2 separate regions of the Triticum aestivum genome follow, and region 1 is linked to region 2. A link is a contact called in public Hi-C data. All regions are on one chromosome and are shown on one strand. The core of a region is the stretch at or near the end of the contact, and the rest is flanking DNA. Distances in the headings are between cores, read along the strand shown. Region 1 holds the start of LOC123147503 (succinate dehydrogenase [ubiquinone] iron-sulfur subunit 1, mitochondrial). Region 2 holds the start of LOC123147501 (protein STICHEL-like 2).

Region 1 (5,161 bases), core at 1,730-4,229, 340 kb before region 2:
TATCCTGCGTTTCCACCCATTATTCGTCACCACGGAGCCAAAACAAACCAAATGACAGCTGATTACAACTTTCGACATCTCCACGGGGTAGTAGACCTCACTCAGGCTCCGAGCTGCAGCTTCTTTATTGTGTCGATCTGCTTCGCCGGGTTGAGCCCCTTGGGGCAGGCATGCGTGCAGTTCTTGATGGTGTGGCAGCGGTACAGCTTGAACTCGTCGTTGATGGAGTCGAGGCGCTCCTTTGTGAACTCATCACGGCTGTCTTGGATCCACCTGGAAGGACGAATGTGTTTACGGCACACGCCAAAGAAGCATGTCATATCTCTCAGACTCTACAGGCGTAAGCCCAATCCAAAGGGCTGAAGACATTTGAAACACTTGCAGATATGTGAAATGAGATGCTTGTACAAGTGACAAACGACTAAAACCTCTGATTCTGTTTCCAGTTTCTTCTGACTAAGGGGAGTTGCAATTATTAGTCAAAAGATATTCAAATTTTCATGTGCCTTATATCAGATCATGTTTTAAATTATATGTTATGACAGGAGCATGGTGACAAATATGATAAATCAGAGGATCAGATATGCAATCTCAGTGAAAACATGAAGTAAAGCCAGATCAGATAAATACTGAATCAAACAGCCAGCTTGTAGAAACCTTAAACAACAGAATCTTTAGCTTCATAAATGCTGAATAGCATAAAAAACAGTACATTACACTGCTTCAACTAAATAAAGAGAGAACCATGCCGTTTGTTGGCAAAAAAAGCTTGACAGATAGTTTCAGGAATCAAACACTGAAAGAGGGCAACCTTATTTTGCTGGACTACTGAAGAGCTAGTTCTTTCTTCTACCCAGCTGTTAACATCTACCAAGACGCTTTCTTAACACCCATCAGTTCACCCTTGTTTGCCAAGGTGCGGAACACGATACGAGACATGCGGAATTTCTGGTAGACACCACGAGAGCGGCCCGTGAAAATACAGCGGTTTCTAAGACGTGTCATGTTACTATTTCTTGGCAGCTTGGACAACTTATAGCGAAACTTATCCCGCATATCTGATGGAAGTTCAGGGTCCCTACAGACAGCCTTATAAAGCTTTCCTCTCAGCTCATATTTTGCTGCAAGAATTCTACGTTTGTGATCCCGCAAGTTTCTCTTCTCTGAGACTGAGACCCCATGGTATCCTCGAGCTTGGACGTGCATGAACATGCTGGGTTTTGGTTTCATTACCGCCCCCCACAGCGGAAGCATGCTGGGTTTCGGTTTCATTAGCGTCCCCCACAGCGGAAGCCTAAAAAGGGTGAACGGGTGAACGTGTCATGGACTTAACAACATCCTAAAGCTTACAGCAAAAGGCATTAAATATATTAGACAATTATCATTTTAATCTTGGTAGAACATAACCATAATTTTCTGGTAAAGGGAAACTAGCATGCTCTATACTGAAAGAGAGGCCACCACAAATAAAAGTAACTTCAAAATCAAGGCCTCGTCAAGAATCAGACTACTTGGGGGGAGGGCTTCCAATGTCATCAAGAATCAGGTAAGGAAAAAGACTCACGACGTCATGAAGAAGCAGACTACTAAAACTACAAACTCATGATTATTTCCAGCAGTGGCATCAACTTCCAGTTCAATCAGCCAAAGACCAGATAAAAAGGAATACAAACAGTCACTCATGCCTTAAAATGTATCAGTCATTCTTTAACCAAACTGAAATTTCACACTATCCACCAAATGATCATCTACACCGCTTCACAGGGGGGCTAGCAAAAATGTAACAGATTATCATTACATAAATGGACCTAAAAATATAAACAATCACTGATACCTTAATATGTATAGGCGATCTTCAACCAAACGGGAATTTCACACTATCCAACAAACGATCATCTACACCACTTTGCCAGGGAGCTAGCAAAGAAGTAACAGATGATCATTGCATAAACGTACCAAATAATTCAGCGCCACATCAGACCAGCGAACCATTCTCCTAGATAAAACGCACTTAGTTTCTCACCAAACTACCTAAGCGAGATAGAACCACCCTACGCATCATCTCATAACCATTTCACAGCAAGCACAGCATGACACACCAACAGATCAAGCATAGATCCAAAACACAGACGCAACATACTCAAGCATATCATCACAATTCACAATATCAAGAGCTTATGAGGGAGGTGCAGGTATACCTGTTGGCATGGAGCAGTGCGGCAGGGCCGAGATACTCCTCTGGGTTCCACCAGTAGGACGGGCAGGATGTGGAGCAGCAGGCGCAGAGGATGCACTCGTACATGCCATCAAGCTTGGCGCGGTCGGCCTTGGACTGGTAGATCTCCTTCCCACCGGCCGACGGCGGGTCCTTGCGCTTGAGCCACGGCTCCACGCTCTTGTACTGGTTGTAGAAGTTGGTCATGTCGACGACGAGGTCCTTGACGACGAACATGTGGGGGAGCGGCGAGATCGTGGAGGCCCCGGCCGCCTCCGAGGAGATCTTGGTGAGGCAGGCCAGCCCGTTGTCGCCGTCGATGTTCATGGCGCAGCTGCCGCAGATGCCCTCACGGCAGCTCCGGCGGAAGGTGAGGGATGGGTCCTGCTCGTTCTTGATCTTGAGGAGCGCGTCGAGCACCATGGGGCCGCAGTCGGAGAGGTCCACCTTGTAGTCCTTGAGGTGGGGCTTGGTCGACGGGGAGTCGGGGTCCCAGCGGTAGATCGAGAAGGTCTTGGTGCTGGCGGGCTTCGACGAGGGCGGCGGCGGCGCGGGGGATGAGGAGTGGGGCTTGGAGGCGACGAGGCGGGAGGAGAGGGCCGGCGAAAGGAGGGCGCGCGCCGCCGGCGAGCGGCGGAGGAGGGCGGCGGCGGCCATCGATTTGGGGTTTCGCGTTTCTCTCTCTCTCTCTCTCTCTACTTTTTCTCCTTTATTTTTGGGAGGTTGGAGAGGGGAAGGAGGCGCGTGGTGGGCTTAGGCCCAGCTGGGTATATATATGCTCGGGCGTTGATGGGTGAATGACATGTGGGGTCAAGATGGAGGTAAAGGAATGGCGGTTCTAGGGTTGGGGTGGGTTACTGACAGGTGGGGCTCCTGAAAGCTTGGGTTGGGCCTTCTTGTGGATGGGAGGGTGGAGATGTGGACAAGCTCTGGGCCGTTTGCAAGATGACAAAGGAAAGTTGGCTAGGGAAAATGACTTCATCGTAGCGCCAAGCTTTATGGGATTTGTATAGCTTTTTCCTCCTCTCGTTTTTCAGGTCTTCTATTTAAGTTTTGACGCTGTTGTCCGTCCTCGTGTGAGAATTCGAGAATGGTCTAGGATTTGTCTAAAGCCAGCCTACGTAAAGTTTGTCCAACTATATGAAAAAAAAACATTCACAATACGAAAATCAATATGCCCAAATTGGCCCAAAATCATTTGAGCTTCCTAGGCTTGCTCGCCCAAGTCCCCAAACTCTAATGTAGACTTTTGCCGCTGGGGACTATATCACGCTTATAACAAGATATATGTCGATGTCGCCTGAAATCTAACCCCCCGCGTTTAGCCATTGGAACGACCCAGTTTTGTCTGCATTTTTTCCATTCGATCTGGTCTCGATCGAGACACTCACGTTGGCACCGCTTTCTTTGATTTTTTTTTCTCATTTTTCTATTCTTACTTCCGTATTCTTTTATTTCATCAACCGTTTTTTTTCATTTTTATTTGTTTTCAACCGATTTCCTTCATTTATTTCTCGGTTTTCATGGGTTTCTCTTTTTTCCATCTATTTTTTGTTTCTTTTCTAGGTTTTTTCTGGATTTTTGTTTTCTTTTTTTATTTTTCTTTCGTGTGCCTGTTTTTCTTCTATTTGTTGTTTTTTATTTTCTTTCTCATTTCCTTCATTTTTTGGGTTTATTGTTTCTTTCCTGGTTTCCAACGCATTTCAGCAGTTTTTTTTGTTTCTCTGTATTTATGTGTAGGTTCTCATTGTCTTTCATTCTTTTTGCACTTGTTTCTTTGTTCTCTTTTTCGTTTCTTTTTTCTTTAGTTTTTTAGTTTCCTTTTTTGGTTTCATAGTTTTTTGTTATTCTTGGTTTTTCTTTTGGTTTTCAGCCTACATTTTTAGATATCAATAACATTTTTCTAATACATGATTAACATTTTAAAGATGCATGTTCCATAATTTTTAATACATTGTCAAAAATATTCTATAGTTTTTTTTAATATTTTCAAATGCTTCATTACCATTTTTTAAATACAAAACAAACATGTTCAAAATATATGGTCAAAAAAAACTTCTATACACATTTTGACATTTTCAATGCTTGATTAACATTATTCAAAACACAAGATTAAGATTTCTTCATTACATGGTCAACATTTTCTCTATAGACATTTTAAAAAATGCAAATGCTTGATTGAAAAAATCTAAATACATGTTTAATTTATTTAAATGCGTTTTTAGTAATTTCTAAACACATGATCAACTTTTTTCCCATATTTTATATTTTTTATATACATGCTGAACATTTTCTTCATGCACATTTAACATTTTCAAGTGCTTGGTTAATATATTTTTATTGCATGGTCAACATTGTTTTGTATACACATCTTTTGTTTTTTTCAAATGCTTGATTAATAATTTTCAAATAGAAGATTTTTTATTAATATATGATCAATTTTTTTCTATGCACATTTTCAAAAGCTTGATTAACATATTTCAAATACAAGTTTGATAATTTTTTAATACATGACCAACATTTAATATACATATTTAATATTTTTAAAATACTAGATTAACTGTTTCAGATATTATTTAACATGTTTTCCATATGCTTGATTAAGAATTTTTTAAATAGATGATCAACTTTTATCACACAAACTGTATATTTTTTGTATACATTTTTCGTGTACATGAGATACATTTTCTTTATACACATTTAGCATTTTCAAATGCTTGCTTAACATTTTTTCAAATGTCTTATGTTGAGTGTTTTTTGTAATATATTTATTTAGAATATTGGAAGCATAAACAAAAGAAAAAAAGAAAGAAAAATGAAAACATAAAACATGAAAAATAGGTTGTGGCCTCCCACGGGCCTGGGCCGGCCCATTAAGTGAGGCGTGTGATGCGAGAGCATGGTAGGTCTCGCTATAAGAGAGATATAATGCCGCCCGACTTTCTC
Region 2 (5,147 bases), core at 1,390-3,889:
TCCGGTAGCATTTGGTCGGTCAGTCCCCTAGAAAGGTCCGAGAGCCAAGTTTCTGCCTGCAGCGCCTCATGGATCGTTCTGTTTTTTCTTGCTGAGATCTTGAAAAGAGCAGGTGCAATGGTTTTGGGGCATTGTCCAAGCAACCAACGATCATGCCAAAAGTTGGCCCGTTGACCATCTCCCACTGTAACCTCAGTTGCCATGGCGATCAAAAATGACTTTTAGGGTGCAAAATACGCTTCCTCTTTCCCTGAAACGTGGCTGCCCGGTTTAAGTGGTTAAACTAGAGGTCGAGTGGTCCATGTGATTCTGAACCTCAAGTCTACCCCTCCATAAATTTTTCCCCAGAGATTCAGAACAAGGACCGGTGTCCTCCTACAAATGACAGGAAAGTACTCCATTGATGGCGCGTTTACGTCCTGACAAAATCTTGCGTCTGCTGCCTCCATGGAGATCTTCCACTGTAGCCGCAGCATTGCTATACTCCCTCCATTTCAAAATATAATGCGTCCGCGTTTTCCGAGGTCTAACTTTGACCATAAATTTAACCAATGAGACTAACTGCGGCGGGAGAAAAAATTATATAATTGAAAACTTCTTTCGAATGCGAATTCACCGATATAATTTTTGCTCCCGCCGCAATTGGTCTTAACAGTTAAATTTACGGTTAAAGTTGAAGCACGGGAATAGAGGAAGCACTACATTGTGAAATGGAGGGAGTACAAAGCTACGGGCACCGACCAGTGTCCAGTCAATGCAGTTCAGTAAAGATGGGTTCTCTTCTCTTGTGTCTCGAGGAAAGCTGGATTTTACCCTTGGCATTTGCCGTGTCGTGGACAGATGGATGGATGGAACGTCCTGTCTGCTCCAACAGTCACACACAGCGCAGCAGACGGCCCCCTTCTCTCTGTACTGCGGACTTTCACAGCTCGTGCATGTGCATCTTTTTCACAAACAAGATAGAGAGAAAAATGAGAGAGAGTGGTGGCATGGGGCGTGGAGATGGAAGAAAGATACGGATTCTTTTCAGCTTTTGCTGCCACATGTCCGTAGCGGAATTGCATGCAATGCATGGGATTCCATCCCAGCCCATTCCAGCAATTCTCACTGTAGAAGCGCCGCGCTTTGTCGATTATGCTTTGTCATGGTGATTCATTTTACCTAGCTTAATACTAGTGCGCTTCATCAATTCCCACTCTAGTGCCCATAAGAAAGTGCCTATATCGAGGTGAAGGAGCATGCAGTATGACGGGATATTATTAGTGTCGTGCTCAGCACTGTTGGCTCCTAGACCATAGGTTGTATGGAAGCCAAACCAAGGGCCAAACCAAAAGTGGGACCTTTTCACGGCGAGCTACACTGCCGCTGTTAGGCTCCTGTTTTTAATCACATGAGCGTACTGTAGTGATCTAGCATGATTAAGAATACAGGCCGGCTAAGCTTCATAGTATATGTTTCAAAGAAAAAGATAAGCATGAGGAACTGTCTGATTTGGGAATGCTTATCCTGTAGATTCGGGCATGATGGTGCGATCGTATCTTAATGGGTGGGGTAATCTCATCTCATGATTAAAAGCCAACATTTGTTTCAGCAGCGCAGCGAGCAGAGTCGAGACTACTACTACTACTGTAGCTCATCACCAGCTCCCTTGCCTAATCACTAGCGGTAGTAATGAAACGGTGATTAGAAAATGAGTAAACACGATCGCCGCACCCAACTAACCTTGGTCCCCCCGTGGTGTCGTATCCCCGTTAAAAGAAGTGAGATAAATAATGCCACGAACATGTGCTCCGGAGAAAAGAAGGTCCCAGACATCCATTCCATCCTCCTCTCCTCTCCTGGCACAAGAAACAAATGCTCAAGGTGGGTGCTGCATAGTAGCATACAAAACAGAGAACAGTGCAACCATCACAGTTTCCGTAACATGGGTAGGCTCCAAATTATCAGATGATAAACAAATCAAGTAGTACTACGCCAAAGATAATTTCGTCCTACAAAAAAAAAATCAGACGACGATGAAATGTCCTCGGGTGGCAAAAAAGACAATCTTGTGCTATCATAGTATTTCCGTCTGAAACACATAATTTCCTCTTGATTGATCTCCACAAATCTTCAGAATTGTACTCCGAATTCGGCAACCATCCGTGCGTGCGTGTAGTTGGACAAAACCCGGGGGATGACGAAATGTCCTCTGACAGGGACAATTTCGTGCTGTCAAACAAACAAATTAGGTCCATAATTTTTTTTTAGGAAAACCGGCGTTTCAAACGGCACTACTGTGATTGCCGTTTGACGTGCAATTTACGCAGGAAATAAAAACGAGGCCATGCCAGGAAAGCCAAATTTTGCTTTTGGGCGAAACAGAGTTATTCTGGCAGTAAAGGATGAGCAAAGGACGAGCAGAGCACAGCACAAGAAGCGGTGGGGTCACGAGCCCCCGGCATCAGCAACAGTAAATCTGACGCCACCCCCTCGGCCACACCGTCGCTCACGCTCCACTCGGTCGCCGACGCGTGGGCCAGGGTCCAACCTGTCATGGACTCGGCGCACGGCCAACACTGCCCCGTCCGTTACGATTCGGCCGTGACATCCTCTCGCCAAAAGATGAGCATGCCCCTGCTCTTCACAGGTATCTACGGCTGTAGAGCCACCGACGGGCGATGGCACGCCGCCCGAGGCGCGGCCAGGCCTCCGATTTCCTCTACGCCAGTCTCCACCCAGGCCTCGCGGGGCTAACCATCCGTCGACTTCGGCCGTATTTACGCGCCCTGCCACTGCGCTGCCCCTCGTCTTCTTCTTGCTCCTGCGGCCCCTCCACCCCGCCTCCCCCCGCTTCGCTCGCGTCATTAATGCGGCGGCGGCGGCGGTGCTGGTAAATACCGGGAGCGGACTGGAGCGTGGCGGTGCCGGTGCCTAAAGGCTGTGCCGCTTTTCGTCTCCTCCTCGTCGTCGTCGGCGGCGGTGGACGGCTTCGGGGTGGCAGGGACGTAGGGTAAGCTTCCTTTCGGTTCGAATCCCCACCTTTCCTCTTCTGTTCGTGCTCGGTTCCCTTCTGGTTGTTCGGTTCGCGTGTCACCGAGATTCTCTGATTCTTCCTTTTCTTTTCTTTGCCTTCTTGAGGTGCATTCCTCTATGGGGAATTGCGCCCCCGTCTCTCTTTTTAATCCCCCCCCCGCTGCCAGGTTTTTCTTCCAAGAACCTCTATTCCCAGGTTGTTTTTTTCTTTCCTCTTGTTTTCTCTTCTTAGATGCATTCTGCATTCACGATTTACCATCTTCTTCTTTGCGACTTTTTTTTACCAGTGCAAGATTGATTTGCTCAAAACCGTACGCCCAATCTCTATCCTTTTCTGCTCCCAAGATTGATTACCTGCGTGGTAAATACTGTTTAGGGTAAATCGCAGCGGGAGGGAGTTTGTTTCCTAAAAAATCGCAGTCCATGGCCTGCATTTCCTGTTTATTTATTTAGAAAAAGGCCTGCATTTGCTGTCACCAAGTATCTAAAAATAGATGGAAATTTTAGATGGGGGATCTGCTTCATGTTTCAATTTTTTTTGTTACTAGCGTGCAATGCATGTGCTTTTCTTGCCACAAGTCAAAAATTGTTCCTGAACACTCGTCCGCATTGCAGGATTCAGCCGTCTGCAGTCCTACAACCAGCCTGTGGAGTTGATTGGAAGCCTTGCAAGATGATTGAGGGGAGGCGGCATTCGGTTGATATCCCGATCTCGAGGGCTCTGGTCGCCGTCATGAGGTCCAGATCTCTGAGGGACCCAGACACCAACTCGCTGGCCAAGTTCTCGGCCAAGAAGACCATCTGGGAGGGGTGTTCCCTCGAGGAAGATGACGTGGAGGCAAGCAATTACGGCAGACACAGCTTCAGCTACAACATGTATGATCATGTCCAGAGGAGGAGGGAGGAGTTTGGCGGCCGCCTCGCCAACTCTCCGATCAACATAATCAAGGCCAACGCGCGGGTGAAGGCGGCGCTTCATAACCAGAACTGCTGCTCTGCGATCCCTGGGATGTCGAGAGCTGCCAAGGACAGGGCTTTCTCTCTGGTGATTGAAGGGGAAGAGCTCGGTCGGAGTGAGCCCCAGGAAGGCGCGAGAAGCTTGCTCCAGAAGTACCGGCCAAAGTCCTTCTCTGAGCTGGCTGGACAGGATGTTGTTGCACAGTCTCTTTCAAATGCCGTTTCTCAAGGAAAGCTTGCTCCAATCTATCTCCTCCATGGTCCGCATGGCATTGGCAAGACATCCGCGGCTAGGGTATTTGCAGCGGCGCTGAATTGCCTCTCTCCAGGTGGGAACCAGCCCTGTGGGCACTGCGAGGAATGCGTGGCCATATTCTCAGGAAACAGCAGCAGTGTGGTAGAGGTTGATGCTTCCAAACTGGATTGCAAATCTAGAGTTGCTGTCTTGCTCAGGAATGCCTGTGAAGTTCCTGCTTCTTCACACTTCAAGGTACTTATTGTAGATGATTGCCAACATATGGATAAGGAGGGCTGGTACTCCATCTACAGTAGCCTTGAAGGGATCCCTGCAAGCTCAATATTTGTCATGATAACATCCGACATTGATAAACTACCAAGCAACTCCGCTGGATGGTGCCAGAGCTATAGGTTTTGCAAGATAGACGATGCAGAGATTGTCCGCCGATTGAGCAAGATTTGCACAAAAGAAGGAATGGAGTTCGAAGCCGAAGCGCTGGAGCTTCTTGCTCGCAAGGCAAGTGGTTCCATTCGGGATGCAGTTCAAATGCTTGACCAACTAACTCTGCTCGGAAAAAGGATCAGCAAATCAGTGACATACGACCTAGTAAGTTGATTTACTCAAGCTCTCTAACTTCATATATATCATCAGAAAATATGTTTTCTTTTTTTCTTCTTTCGACCTATAAATAACCTCCAATTATATTTTGGCAGATAGGTGATGTCTCAGATGAAGAGTTGCTTGATCTTCTTAATCTGTCTATGTCATCAGATGCTGCTACCATTGTCCGGAGGGCTAGGGAGCTTTTGAGTTCAAAGGTCGATCCCATGCAGCTATTGGCTCAGCTTGCAAATCTTATCATGGATATTTTAGCTGCGAAGCACCCCTCAGATTCTTCAGAAGTTAGGAAAGTTACTGGCAAAAATACATGTACGTC

Evidence for each region. Hi-C and Micro-C count contacts between places; a contact is called where the count stands out from the background.
Region 1: a contact with region 2 is called in a Hi-C map of leaf, with 6 times the contacts expected there. The contact joins the promoter of LOC123147503 here to the promoter of LOC123147501 in region 2. A contact is called at or near these places in 2 of 5 Hi-C or Micro-C datasets (both in leaf).

What each region holds. Positions count from the first base shown.
Region 1 is chr7A:452,451,541-452,456,701 of IWGSC CS RefSeq v2.1, reverse strand. It overlaps LOC123147503 (succinate dehydrogenase [ubiquinone] iron-sulfur subunit 1, mitochondrial), which reads right to left and starts at 2,979. Exons shown (of 2, transcript XM_044566775.1): 1 at 2,199-2,979; 2 at 1-273. The coding sequence starts at 2,872. The coding sequence ends at 102.
Region 2 is chr7A:452,111,106-452,116,252 of IWGSC CS RefSeq v2.1, reverse strand. LOC123147501 (protein STICHEL-like 2) reads left to right here and starts at 2,639. Exons shown (of 6, transcript XM_044566771.1): 1 at 2,639-2,992; 2 at 3,631-4,816; 3 at 4,924-5,140. The coding sequence starts at 3,689.